2 separate regions of the Urocitellus parryii genome follow, and region 2 is linked to region 1. The links are chromatin contacts, called in public Hi-C maps. All regions are on one chromosome and are shown on one strand. Each heading gives the region's core, a stretch centred on a gene start, on an enhancer-like site or on the middle of the called end of the contact. The rest is flanking DNA. Distances are from core to core; before and after follow the strand shown. Region 1 holds the start of Cenpm (centromere protein M). Region 2 holds the start of Snu13 (small nuclear ribonucleoprotein 13).

What was found. A called contact is a pair of places that touch in the nucleus more often than the background predicts.
Region 2: a contact with region 1 is called in a Hi-C map of muscle, with 5 times the contacts expected there. The contact joins the promoter of Snu13 here to the promoter of Cenpm in region 1. A contact is called at or near these places in 2 of 2 Hi-C or Micro-C datasets (liver and muscle).

Annotation. Positions count from the first base shown.
Region 1 is chr5:7,100,256-7,103,008 of mUroPar1.hap1, reverse strand. Cenpm (centromere protein M) reads right to left here and starts at 1,378. Exons shown (of 6, transcript XM_026405957.2): 1 at 1,334-1,378; 2 at 1,018-1,097. The coding sequence starts at 1,052.
Region 2 is chr5:7,311,900-7,314,652 of mUroPar1.hap1, reverse strand. Snu13 (small nuclear ribonucleoprotein 13) reads right to left here and starts at 1,326. Exons shown (of 4, transcript XM_026405936.2): 1 at 1,228-1,326. The coding sequence starts at 1,230.

The sequences.
Region 1 (2,753 bases), core at 129-2,628:
AGAGATTTTTGAAAGTGCTGTTGCAGGGTTTATTTTGCCCATAAAAGACATTCCAGTTCCCACTGAGGAATTACCTTCTGGATCTGAACCATTTTCCTTCAACACAGATCACTGGGCCTTATCTTTCTATCAGGGAGAATGACACACATTTTCAGTCACTTGATGTAAACAGCAGCTGTTTCTGCTTCCTTCCAGTTAGAAAAAGGAAACAAAAATGAATTTCTTTAGTAACCTTTTCTCCAAACTTGGGGTACTAAAGAATTTTGATAATTTTGTTGTGGGAGTAGCAGGGTTAGCAGACAAAACATGACAATTTTCAGCCTGTTAAGTTTGCTCATTTTTGCTAATTTTCAATTCATTTCATTAGGTTTTTTTGGAGAAGATAATTTTATGGTTCAGCTTCTTACCTTCTATTTCACTACCCTCATAATTTGTAGCATTCCCTACCCTTCAAAATTTTCTTCCTTCCTTCCTCCCTCCCTCCCTCCCTCCTAGGGATTGAATCCACTGAACTACATCTTCTTCCCTTTATTAAAAAATTTTAAAATTTGAGACAGGTTCTAAGTTGCTCAGACTGGTGTTTAGCTTTGGATTCTCCCGCTTCAGCCTCCAGATTGGCTGGGATTACAGGTGTGCACAACCGCGCCCTGGAAATCTTTCTTGAAACTTGAATTAACCCGATTAATTCAGCAATTATTAATTGAGCATCTACTCCGTGCAAGTTGCTGCTCAAGGTCCATGGGGGTGGCAGACAAGTGAACCAACAGGTGGCCAGGAGATCCTTTATGTTGACAGGTACTAAGAGCAAAGCAACAAGTGTTGCGACAGAGAGTGATGGACGGGGTGCTCAAGTGGGTCCTGTGCAAGGTGTGAACAAGCGAGGTAAAGACGTGAGGAGCCAGCTTCGGGAGGAAGGCAGGCTCAATGAGGACTACAGGCGGCTGGGAGCCCCCTCCGAGGCTCCCTTTCCTCTCCCTCTTTCCCAGCCAGAGCTTCCGCAGAGCCTCAGCTACTTACACCCTTAGCTCAGACGCGCAGTCCTCTTTGAGCATCGAGTCCGCCAGCTGTTGCAGGAGAGCATCCTCCGAGCCCACCAGCTGCCCAGGGAGAGAAAGCAATCGGGGTGAGACCTGGGCAGGACAATTCCTCCGCTGAACCCGGCTCGGTGAACCCCTCCCTGGGGGATCAGGCCACAGCCCGAAGGTAGCTCGGAGGGGACCATTTCCTAAGAGATGGGTCCCTGCAAGGGGTCTGAAATTTAGGCCAGCTCCAGGTCTGTGGGCACCGCACCTACTGCCCACTCCCACAGTCCCTCCGACCGCCGGACCTCTACCTGAGGCCAGAGCCTAGGTTGAGTGAAAGCAAGAACCAGCAAGGGGCTCTACCCGGCGTCCGGGTACCCGCCCACCCGCCCCACCAATCATAAGCTGGGAAAGACTACGCCGCGCATCGATTGGTCCAGGTGTCCCTCAGTCTCGGAGAGCGGCTACTCCGATTGGCTCAGAGCACTGCTTTCCCGCCTACAGCGAGGAATACCGCGCGCCCGGATCAGAGAGCGCAGAAGCCAGGGGGCTCCCGGCAGTCACGGGAGGAAGGCCCAGTAGGGAAACGGGTGGGCGAGTCCCCCTCGCCGACACCTACCAAGACGGTGGCCATGTTTAGGCCGGGCAGCTTGTCCAGAGGCCTTAACACCGACATCTCGATCGCAGCCGAAATGCCCTTTTCGCTTTGCGCGCGGAACTTTCAAAACGTGCTGAGATTCTCCGTTAATTCGTGGCGGGGAAACACGTGGTCCTCTCTGGGCGGGGCTTCGCGGGGAGGGGCGGGGCATTCTTAAAGGAACCACTACCTCCTTTTTTTTTTTTTTTTTTTTTGGTACCTAGGATTGAATTTAGGGGCACTCGACCACTGAGCCACATCCCCAGCCCTATTTTGTATTTTATTTAATGACAGGGTCTCACTGAGTCGCTTAGCATCTCGCTTTTGCTGAGGCTGGCTTTGAACTCGCCATCCGCTGGGGTTACTGGCGCGCTACCTTCTTTTCTAAGGGTCCCTCTTTGGTCCCAGGTATCTAAGGCTCTGGACAGGCCTTTTGTTCACTTTTGTTCATTCGTGCTTGTTGAAGGCACTCTTGACTCCTTCCAGACCTGCTCCTCCTATGCCTTTTCCATCTCAGCTGACTCCGTTCCTGTGGTTGCTCAGAACTAAAGCTAGGGGTCACTCTTGACTCTTCTTCACTCCCCTTGTTCAATCCGAAAACAATTTTTTTGATTCTAATCTTAAAATATATCTGAAATTGACCACTTCTCAATACTTCTTCTGCCATGACCAGCACGGAGTCACTCATCCGTCGTCTGTGCTGGGACTGTTGTAACACGTTCTCACAGGCATTCTGCTTTCACTCAGATCCCCAGGGCTGCCATCTGTTCTCCAAGCTGCAGTCACCCTTTTAAAATGGACAGATCACTGATCAAACCTTGCCCCAATGGTAGGCATCTCACTTGGTGCTGCCAACTCCTGAAATGACCTCCCAGGCCCATTGTGTTCTGGTCCCTGACAATCTCCCTGATCTCATCTTCTGCTCTTTTCCTTCCAACACGTCTTCCCAACCACACCAGTCACTATGCCGTTCCTCAAACATTCCAGGTCACCTCCTACCTCAGGACTATTGTCTCTGCTGTTCCTTTTGGCTGAAATGCCCTTCTCCCCAGTAGTCACATGGTTTGCCTCTCAGCCTTATTTTATTTATATTT
Region 2 (2,753 bases), core at 77-2,576, 210 kb before region 1:
ACACTTGAACTTAGCATGCAGAGGCAATGTCTGTCATTAGCCTGTCATGACTGTGTTTGCAGTGCTTAGAATTAATTAATCTTGTTTGCTGTGAATTAATTAATCTAGAGTTGTTTGCTGCGAGTTGATTATGTCTATTGGAGTGCTTAGCATTAAGAATTGTTGTTTTTCTTGATTAAGAACCTATAGAATGAAATTGTATTGAGTGACTTAAGCATTGGAAAGGGCAGAAGCACATGGACATTCTATATTGCTCCCCCTGGACTGCATAAGTTGCATCTTTTGCCCATCGCTACACTCATGCACTGTTATGCTCATTTTATGGCCAAGAGAAAATACAACAAAGTTCAACCTGAAACCAGGAGCTTCCAAAACTTTTCACTGAACGTTGTTAAAAGGGGTACTGGTTTAGAAGCTTCAAGTTCTAGACTCTGCCATATACTGTCTTTATATAGCGCAGGGTGGGAGCAAAAATCAAAAGGTAATTCCAAAGGGGTCCAAACTTGGTAGGATTAAAACCTCACTATAAAATATAAGTTCTTTGCAAAAGTCTTCCCTTCTTACCAAGAGCCAACCCAAAGTAACTCCATCATGACACAATAATTGGAACTTTCGGTAGATGACTACAAGTTGGAGACAAATGCTAACTGCCGCATGCAGTGCTACTAAGCACCACCTTGGATTTCTGAGATCACGGTTTCGCAAGAAGAGCTATTCCTGTGCTCCAGACCACTCCACATTCCCCAAGGCCAGCAAACGCTCCCTGGCACGTGCTGAATCGCCACTAGGTGCAGACCCACGGAGAGCTCCCCGTCCTGAATACCAGGAACAGGGTGGGACAGGAGAGGCTGATCCGAATTACCCTCGCAAGGGTAAATAAACAAAAAGTAAGAGAAACGAAAGAATCATCAATTTTCCACCATATCGCCCACGTGGGCTGATCTCTCCCCCAGGTAGGGTCAGGCCCTCTCCTCTGCTCACCGCAGGCCTTCGGCCACGCACAAAGACTAATGCAATGGCCGGGCTCCTGCGGTTTCCCGAGTTGGGACCTGGGGCCGACTGTTGGGACCCCCGCGGCGGCCAGCGCTCCAACTCCGGGCCGGGCAGCCGGCGACTGGCGGCTGAGACCGCGCTTGTCCTAAGCCCCCACAGGGCGGCGAGCGACCCGAAGCCCGCGAAGCCCGCGCACCCCGCTTCCGGGTCCCGAGGCCCGGCTCACGCACTCACCATGGCTGCGGTCCCGTTGGCTCGCCGCTCTCCAACAGCAGCCGAAGTCGGCGGAGTCGGAAAGCCGAACGGACGGAGGAGCGGAAATGGCCGCGCGTGCGGCAGGAAGCGGAAGTGATGTCACCACGACCGGCGGACCTCGCCGCTAAAAGGCGCCTTGGTGAAAACCACGTGGGTCTGGAGAGGGGTTATGTTTTGCTGTCTTTATTAGCCGTCTACTATAAATGTTGATAGAAACTCAATCAGATATTCAGAAAGTAGCGCGCGAGACGAAGGGTTTCAGTGATGTCATCATCCTATCGCCAGTTCATTTTACTTTTTTGGTGCTGGGCATTGAACCCAGTGCACTTCATTTATTTAAAAAAAAATTTAAAAACGATATATTTTTAATTGTGGATGGATACAATACCTTTATTTTATTTACTGGTTTTTATGTGGTGCTGAGGATCGAATCCAGTGCCTCACGCATTCTAGGCAAGCGCTCCACCACCGAGTTACAACCACAGCATCTATTTTATTTTATTTTTTTATTTTATTTTGAGACAAGGTCTCACTAAGTGGCTTAGGGACTCGTTGAGTTGCCCAGGCTGGCCTCGAACTTGCCTCCTGCTTCAGCCTTCTGGGTCGCTGGGATTATAGGCGAGGTCAAAGCATGTCTGTGGCACTGGAAGCTGCCACCATGCCCACCTTGCCAGTACATTTTTTAAAAAATATTTTTTTTAGTTGAAAGATGGACACACCTTTATTTTATTTGCTTATTTTTATGTGGTGCCAGGGAACGGATCCAGTGCCCACAACCCCAGCCCCACCAGTACTACTTTTTTTTTTATTGAGTTCCTATTTTTTTAATTTAATTTTTTTTTAGTTATAGATGGACACAATGTCTTTATTTTGTTTTTATTTATTTTTATGTGATGCTGCTGATGGAACCCAGGGCCCCAAATTTGCAAGGCAAGCGCTTTACCACTGAGCCACAACCCCAGCTCCATGCCTATTCTTTTAAAAGCATCCTTCCCACTACTCCACACTGGCGAGGGAAGATAATTATAGGTAATCCTAAATGTTATCTTCATCGTCAGATATCCCTTGTGAAAGTTTATGGTGAGGAATGGAGTTAGAATCAGGAAGAAAAGCAAGTTTGGGGTTGGTGGGTAAGGGTTGCATTACTGTCAGGTTCTTTGTAGTTATTTGCTGACCTGACTTGGACTTTCCTTCTGGTTAGCATCTTGCTCTGTGCTCCGTGGTGATCTAGATCTCTATTAATACAGGCAGGTCCTCCTTGATGTTTATGTCCATACTCATCTCTCTCCAACCTGCCTCCACAGGTCTTGGGATCATTAGTCAAAACTAGACTAATTGGGACTAATTCCAGTTAATTCCTTTGGAAATGTAGGAGTTGAGAACTGGCAAGACCCTTAGAAATCATGCAACACAACATTATCTTTACAGATAGGAAAACTGAGGTTCAGGAAAGGAAGCTTGCCTATGGTCACAGAGTGAGTCAATGGCAGAACCAAAACTGGACC